Regions from separate parts of the Mus musculus genome. Here all the other regions are linked to region 1. The links are chromatin contacts, called in public HiChIP or PLAC-seq maps. All regions are on one chromosome and are shown on one strand. Each heading gives the region's core, a stretch centred on a gene start, on an enhancer-like site or on the middle of the called end of the contact. The rest is flanking DNA. Distances are from core to core; before and after follow the strand shown.

Region 1 (2,533 bases), core at 21-2,520:
CCACAACCAGAATTAAGTCTGTTAAAAATCCTTTTGTGCCAGGCGGTGGTGGCACACGCCTTTAATCCCAGCACTTAGGAGGCAGAGGCAGGGGGATTTCTAAGTTCGAGGCCAGCCTGGTCTACAAAGTGAGTTCCAGGACAGCCAGAGCTACACAGAGAAAACCTCGAAAAACAAAAACAAAAACAAAAACAAAAATCCTTTTATGAGTGGGGGTTATGAGGACTGACTGCCATGAGGGCCTTGGGCACACTTTGGGGTGCAGGGTAGGGTGCTGCTTGCCCATCCCGACGTGCCACATGCCACCACTGTCCTGGATGCCCTTCTTTGTACCCAGCCATGTGACCGAATCCCACTTCTGGTACTTTGTGTCACAGCTAAAGAAGATGGTTTAGTTAGGGGTAGGCAGTGCTCTGTGGGCGGGTGTTTGGGAAGTCAGCACAGCATATACTCGTGCAGTGGTACAGACAGCATGTACAGAGAGTATTGGGACCTGACCACTGCTGGTACCTTCACATAGTGCTACCAAGACATGGTTGCCCAGCACCATATCTGTGCTCGCTCCATCCAGAGTTAAAGCGGAAGAGACTGCAGCAGGCAAGTGCCGCTGGCCAGATGTCAAGCAGTTCTACGACTCCACAATCAAGTGTCCAGTGCCCCAGTGCATGCTGTGGCACCAGCACAAGCCACGACTCAAGATGCCCCAACCTTCTCTTACACCCAGAGACTCACTGAGTAAGACTTCAGAGTCAAAGAAAGTCTTTAAAGTAGGGGCTATAAAGAAGGCAAAGCACTAAAGAGCACATTGCTCTTGCAGTGTTATATTTGTATATCAGTGATATACAAAAAGACCAGGCTTTTTTCAGCACCCACACAGAGGCTCACAACCAACTCTACTCCAAGGATGCAATACTCTTCCTGCACCCCAGGCACCACGCACACAGATGGGGCACATACACACCTGCAGGCAAAACACCCATGCTTTTAAAAAACTATGTACTTTTGAAAACTTTAAAAATATTGTTGGTGTGAAAAGGCAACGTGGGCATGCTGGCAGGTGGCACATGCTTTATTCCACACTCAGGAAGCAGAGGCAGGCAGATCTCTTCAAGTTCAAGGCCAGTCAAGTCTGCATGATGAGACCCTGTCACAGAGAAGAGAAGAAGGGGAGGGAGGGGGGGGAGAGAAGCACGCATGAGGCATGAGGCTGAGAAAAGAGAAGATGGCTGAGCAGATAAGCACACTTGATGTACAGGCATGAGGATGTGAGTCATATCCTCAGCACCAGGGTGAGAATCCAGGCATGACCTCATACGTCTGCCTGTAAGCCAGTGCTGTAAAATGGAGGCAGGACGACAGCTGGGTTTTCTGGCCATCAGCTAAACTGCAGATTCAGTAGGAAATCCAGATGCAAAGGGAATGATAAAGTAGACAGTGATATACAATGAGACACCCAGCACCCTCCTCCAGGTCAGTGTGTGTGCACAGGTGAACACACCTACACACTCACAGAGTAAACATCCATGCTACGTGACACAGTACTCAGAAGCCCAAAGGCTCCAAGTCCCAGATCATCCTGGGCAACACAGTGACAAAACAACAACAACAACAACAACAACAAAACAAAACACCAACCCTCCCCAGGAAAAAGAAAATCTTCATTTACATGTCTATTAATTACAAATATGCAGAGAAAAATAATTACCTCAAAAATGTTTATTTTCTGAATATGGTGTGCGGGTGTTTTGTCTGCACATATGTGTATCTATGCATCAGTGCCTGGTGCTCAAGAAAGCCTGAAGAGAACATCAGATCCTGAAACTGGAGTTAAAGATTGTGTGTAGGTGCTGGGAATTGAACCCAGGTCCTCTGGAAGAGTGGGCATTGCTCATAACCACTGAGCCATCTCTCTAGCCCACCTCAAGCTTTATGACAAAATACAATTCATGCTTTTAATCAAAACATGAATGATTTTTCAATTCTAGATTCTCAAATTACTAAGAGTAATATAAACAAATTTTCTAGCACTAAAATAAAAACTGGCCTCGATGAAGTCATCTGATTAGTGGATGAATTAATGACTCAAGCAGTGAAGACTGCAAATGCCTTCAGAGGATGAGCTCAGTTCCCACCCAGTGCACCTCAGGAAGTTCAGGACTCGGCTGTAACTTCAGCTCAGGGGATCTAAGCCTCCAGGGCACCCACAGGCTTGTGCACGCCTCTCCCTCCCCATGCACACATACAAGAAAGAAAGTTTAAAAAGAAATTTGTAAAAACAACTCCTTAATCTCAAGAGATTGCTGTCTTGTGAGGAGAGAAGAGGAGAGCCATGACTCTCGGGTGGTATCACTTTGAAAGCTCTTAAGCCCTCGATATAGATGGACAGGAACTGTTTTAGTTCAGGAATTGATTTAGACTTCTTTGACAACGCCTGCCCATTCTCCATGAACAGAGCTATGGAAGTTCCAGCACAAGGCTGACCTAACCCCTTTTCCCACATGTACTGCTCTGAGTTATGACTGCAGGGGCGCAG
Region 2 (2,533 bases), core at 21-2,520, 76 kb after region 1:
GTAGTCTAGAGGAACCTCTCCCCAGGTATCTGGAAGGGCACTGGGGCCACAGCATCATGCATACCACAGAACACTACAAGAGTCTTGCTGCTATCCAGACAGGAATGCAGGCTGGACTCGAGCGATCTTATGGCCGCTACCTCTTCCCCTCAACTGTCCCGAAGTAGAGGGGGAAAGTCCGCACCCTGCTGGAGCAACCCAAGCATGGAAGTCTAGAGCTAATTACACTATAGGCAGATCCTTAGTTTTATGTGTTAAATGCAAATAGTTCCCACATGTTATCTAGTTTACATGGGCTTCTGATGTCAGGAAATACAAGCAGGAAAGCAATTAAAGTTTCAGAAAAAGACACGTAAATAGGACATTTCTGTGCCCACTTCTCCCATTTGGGCCAAGTAATTTGGGGGAGGTGAGAAAGCACAAGCAAACAGTAGGAAGGTCACTGGGGGGGGGGGGTGGGTGGCTGGGGACAGATGAACTGTGTGTGACAGGTCCACCGTAGGCTCATCTGTGATCCTGTGGCTGGGCTGGCACTCAGAAAGGGATTCCATGCTTGTTTGTATCTCCATCTTTATTACCAAAGCAGTCGTACAGGTCTGAGTCTGTGGCCCCTGTCTCGTTGCTTTCCTTTGGGGAAGGTGGAGCACGTTCACTCTGAATGTAGTTCAAGCTTTCCTGGAACTCAGGCCAGTTCTACTTCCTCACCAGCCTCGACAGGGATTACAGGCTCAACACACATGCACGCACACACACACATGCACACACACACACGTGCACACACACACGTGCACACACACACACACACACTGAGCCTGGCTTGTGGCCATTAGTTTGATTAAGAAGCTCAAAGTAGATGCTTGCAGAATTTAAACTGTTTGTGACCAAAGCCTAAAGTGTTGTTTTATATCCAGATCCTCCAGGCCAAGTCCCAGGAGACCTCACAGAACAGCAAGGCTGATTCCAAAGGAGCCTAAGGATCCCTTGAAGGTGGCGCTCCCTCTCTTCAGTCACTCCGCTCAGCAGTGGCGTCCACAAAGGAATTCCAGCTAAGACTGTCTGGCTTGAGATAAAGGATCAGCCATTAAGTCGTTGGAGGCCTTGTGACCATCCCAGAGATGCAAGCAGTGACACCAAGTTCAGGCCATTTAGAGAAGCTTAATTACAGTCCATCTCTACTGTATAATTTTGTCATCTTACTAAACGTTGCATAAAGACACTCCCACCAAGTTGTGTTCGAATGGCTTCCTGTTTGTGTGAACTTGGGGAGGGGACTGAGCAGGGGTGGGGGTGGGGCTGTGGTTTCTAGGCAAGCACTGGCATTGAGCTGTATGTATTCCCCTGCCCTTTCTTTCACTTTTGTAAATGGCAAGGTAAGATCGGAATTGCCCAGGCTAGCCTTGAATTTTCAGCCTCCCTCACCGCATCTCCCAAGTAGCTAGGATTATGTAGACTTTATGTTACCAGGCCCAATTGGATGTGGACCTTTTAAGAGGAAATATATTTCACAATGGAGTCAGCTTGGCACCTTAAATACCTCTCTCTGCCTCCTGTGGCTTGGAATTGTTAGCCAGAACATGGAGACTCCCCAAACCACCTTTAAGAGCACCTGGCCGGCCTTTGTAGAGGGACTCCTCAGTAGAACAGTACCGTGCCCGAGGACCAGGACGGACGTGCTTCCCAGGAAAGCACAACTTCTTAGAGAAGTTAAACAGATAGTGATGCTGGAGGGACTGTCCCGTCAGAAGACCACTAAATCCTGCAGAGGGTCAGTGTCTGGTTCCCAGCACCCACATGGTCGCCACGACCAATTTCTAACTCCAGTTCTACAGAATCCAGCAACCTCTTCTGAACTTCACAGGTACCATTCATGGTGCACACACACACACACACATATATAAACAAAACACTTATATGCCAGACCGTGGTGGCACGTACCTTTAATTCAAGCACTCTGGAAGGAGAGGCCGGTGGCTCTTTGTGAGTTGGGAGTCCAGGCTGGTCTACAGAGTGAGTTCCAGGACAGCCAGAGCTACACAGTGAGACCCTATCTCGAAACAAACAAGACACAGACATCTCCACCCACTTCCCAGGCCTTGAACTCAGGAGTGCTGGGATTATAGGTGTGTGCCACTACCACATAGCCAATGAACTCCTTAATCATCATTCAAGCAACTGGACTACACCCCAGCCCAGAGCATGTACCTCCTCAAAATGCTCCCTAGTCATGGAGGACCAGTCCCACCCAGTGTGCTAATCAACTGACTTCTGTAGGCTGTGTTCATACACCACTCTGGGAAGCTGCCATTGCTCTAATCTAAGGTATCTCACAATACAACTTCCGTCTGGAAGTGGTGGGTTTTTAAACTTAGTGCATACTATAGATGTGTAATATGGGAAAGGGATTAGCTACTTAACTGGCTTAATCCTCTCATCTCCCTGATGCACGTGGATTCCTTCTGGCCTTCTCAATGAGCAAATGGAAGTAGTTAAGTCATGGAGTCTGGCCATTGAGGACTCCACCTGTGCCCCGACC
Region 3 (2,533 bases), core at 19-2,518, 66 kb before region 1:
TAAACACTGCTTGAGAATGTGGTGGTGTGTGTGTGGGGGGCGCTCAGGGAGGTTTGAGTGCCAAGGCTTCTCACTTACCTGCCCACTATCAGTTTGATTATGTTGGTAAAGACACCATTCAGAGCTAGGGCAAGGCTGGCAGCTGGAAAGCAAAGAAGCCGTTAGTGCCATCTGCTTGGAGAAGAGTAAGCCACCACCTCATGAGTAGAGCCTTCATTGCTTTGAGATAGAACCCAACCAGAATAAAAACCCAAACGGCCTAGGGGCAGAGAAGTGGAGCACTGAGGAACACCTATGTGGCACCTGTGTTAATAGGGAACACCTGTGTGGTGTCTGTGTTAATAAGGAACACCTGGCCGGGCGTGGTGGCACACGCCTTTAATCCCAGCACTTGGGAGGCAGAGGCAGGTGGATTTCTGAGTTCAAGGCCAGCCTGGTCTACAAAGTGAGTTCCAGGACAGACAGGGCTACACAGAGAAACCCTGTCTCGAAAAAACAAACAAACAAAAAGGAACACCTGTGTGGCGCCTGTGTTATTAAGCACATTCTCATCAGTACTGCTTTTTGGTCTCATGGGGTAAAAAGACATACTTTAGGGGTACAGAGTAGCTGAACCCCATAGCTACTTGCCAACACTAAGACAGGAACAACTGGAACAAGGGCGACTTACCGAGGCAGGCTTGCTTGCTGTCGGTAGCGTCAGCTTTCCTTAGAAACTTGGCGAGGAAGATCAGGGACAGTGGAGTGAGAAAGGCAATGACCTGAAGGTAAAACACAGGGTCGGTAAAACCAAGTCCCTCCTGGCCTAAAGCACCAGCTGCCGCGCACTAACCAAGATCGGGGCTCAGATTGCCCACCAGACGCCTCGCCCTAGCCCTGGAACTCAAGGCAGGGGAGGAGTCCCTGCCAGCGGAGGAGGGCGGGAGGGCAGCTCACGCACAAACATGCGGCCGGTGGGGAAGTATTCCGCCTCCACGTACGGGTTCCTGTAGAGCCACAGCTCCTCGGGCTGGATCCGCCGCTGGAAGGGAGGGAGCAGCTCGGTCACCCTGGGGAGGAAACGGGGAAGATTGACAGGCTACCTCGGCGGAAGAACCTGCCGCCCCGAGCCGCTTAGGAAGTGCGAGCGCCCAGGGACGCCTGGGAGCGTTGACAGATCCTTACAGGAAAGCCACAAAGAGCAGGACCCGCACGCCCAGCTCGGCTCCCAGGGCCGCCGTCCCCATCCCGCCATACGTGCGGATCAGACGCTGACGTGGCCCCGGCGCGCCGTGGTTCCGCCCGCCCGGTGTCCAGCGCCACCTAGCGAACTCCGCGGGGACTGACTACCAGCGGGGCCTCCGGGCTACAGGAAATTCAGAGCTCATTTGCTGTGTTATGAGTACCACCTAACAGATCACCTTTGGGTCTCAAAGCAATGTGTCCTTCACCAACCACCCAGATCAGCTTATAGGACAAGAAAAGGAACGTCATTCTCCAGAGATGCTTCCTCTACAAAAGCAAACCAGAAAGCCCACTTTAAAGAAACTATGTCTTTGGAGCATTTCGAAGGGAAAAAACTGGGCTGAGGGTGAGTGGTTGTATTTTTGTGTCTCATTTCCCAGTAAACTGTACCATGAAATTACAGGTAAAGAACCAGCCCATATTCTTAAGTAGACCATACAGGACAATTTATTAAAGTCAACCTCAAGCAAGACCTGAAATCAATGGAATGCCATTAAAAGCTTTCCCACATTCTTACAGAAGCAGAAAACATATTTGAATTCTAAAGTATCTGTAAGTTAAAAAGGCAGGATTCCAGTAAATACAATGTACAAAACCTGTCCCACCAGCACACATCAGTAAGAAGCTCAAATGTTACAGGCAATCTCACATACACTACACTAGTTAACAGATATGTACAGGTTAACTAAGATGGTAGGCTCATACTTTGCAATAAGACATTGGTCAATAAACAAAATCCTTAAACTATATTTTGAAGTCATTAAACAGTAATGCCCTAGTAGAATACCCCTGGGGAACATTAACACTAACCCCTTAGTGTTAGGAGCGCCAAGTCACAGAAACTAAAGAGACTGACTAATGGATGTTGACACTTTGATATTTCACAGGTCTACAGCGTTCATTACAGGTAAATACAGATGTAAACAATCTATCAAGAACTTTATTCAAAGAACACAAGGTGAGGGTGGGATCTGCAGATATGTGTTTATTGTGTAATATTTAAATGGACACAAATGAATTTGCCATAGCAGTTGAAAATACACAAATCTTTGTATATAAAAAGAACTTTTTAGCCAGCTGTAATCAGTTAGCAACTTGGTTATTAGCGGCAATACAGTTACTTACCATAGGGTACAAAAAATGAGATGTTAATTGATAACAAAAGTGTAATTCCCTCATTCCCTTTAACTGACAAGAATTCCCTGTTGAGGCAAAATGGCAGATACTTGAAAGCCATCTGCACAGAGCAAGGCTCAGTCAGCAGGTAAGGAAGGCTTCTCGTCCCTTAACGGACGCAGTGAAGTCACAA

Evidence for each region. HiChIP or PLAC-seq counts read pairs in DNA pulled down with a chosen protein or histone mark.
Region 2: a contact with region 1 is called in a BATF HiChIP or PLAC-seq map of CD8 T cells, with 6 read pairs. The contact joins two enhancer-like sites. A contact is called at or near these places in 1 of 15 datasets of contacts at CTCF or cohesin (CD8 T cells), 5 of 484 Hi-C or Micro-C datasets (embryonic fibroblasts, embryonic stem cells, group 2 innate lymphoid cells and 2 more), 6 of 115 datasets of contacts at active chromatin or transcription factors (CD8 T cells, the HPC-7 cell line, astrocytes and 2 more) and 4 of 9 other capture datasets (adipose tissue, embryonic stem cells, liver and 1 more).
Region 3: a contact with region 1 is called in a CTCF HiChIP or PLAC-seq map of CD8 T cells, with 6 read pairs. The contact joins the promoter of Plpp5 here to the enhancer-like site in region 1. A contact is called at or near these places in 2 of 39 promoter capture datasets (embryonic stem cells and liver), 1 of 15 datasets of contacts at CTCF or cohesin (CD8 T cells), 3 of 484 Hi-C or Micro-C datasets (effector CD8 T cells, natural killer cells and nephron progenitors), 2 of 115 datasets of contacts at active chromatin or transcription factors (both in embryonic stem cells) and 4 of 9 other capture datasets (adipose tissue, liver, macrophages and 1 more).

What each region holds. Positions count from the first base shown.
Region 1 is chr8:25,652,843-25,655,375 of GRCm38.p6, reverse strand. All of the region lies in intron 3 of Nsd3 (nuclear receptor binding SET domain protein 3), which reads right to left. Among named protein-coding and RNA genes, the nearest start is that of Nsd3, 14 kb to the right of the region's middle. Within about 2 kb of position 1,270, at least 96 of the 459 cell types and tissues checked have an H3K27ac peak or open chromatin away from gene starts, as enhancers often do. A contact at or near this core is called in CD8 T cells, the HPC-7 cell line, effector CD8 T cells and 4 more, where this site is marked.
Region 2 is chr8:25,577,183-25,579,715 of GRCm38.p6, reverse strand. It overlaps Letm2 (leucine zipper-EF-hand containing transmembrane protein 2), which reads left to right. Exons shown (of 11, transcript NM_001364069.1): 11 at 912-1,226. The coding sequence ends at 974. Among named protein-coding and RNA genes, the nearest start is that of D830025C05Rik, 18 kb to the left of the region's middle. Within about 2 kb of position 1,270, at least 49 of the 459 cell types and tissues checked have an H3K27ac peak or open chromatin away from gene starts, as enhancers often do. A contact at or near this core is called in CD8 T cells, the HPC-7 cell line, regulatory T cells and 1 more, where this site is marked.
Region 3 is chr8:25,718,783-25,721,315 of GRCm38.p6, reverse strand. It overlaps Plpp5 (phospholipid phosphatase 5), which reads right to left and starts at 1,268. Exons shown (of 7, transcript NM_028000.1): 1 at 1,165-1,268; 2 at 941-1,049; 3 at 671-761; 4 at 79-142. The coding sequence starts at 1,226. Nsd3 (nuclear receptor binding SET domain protein 3) reads right to left here. Exons shown (of 23, transcript NM_001081269.2): 23 at 1,649-2,533.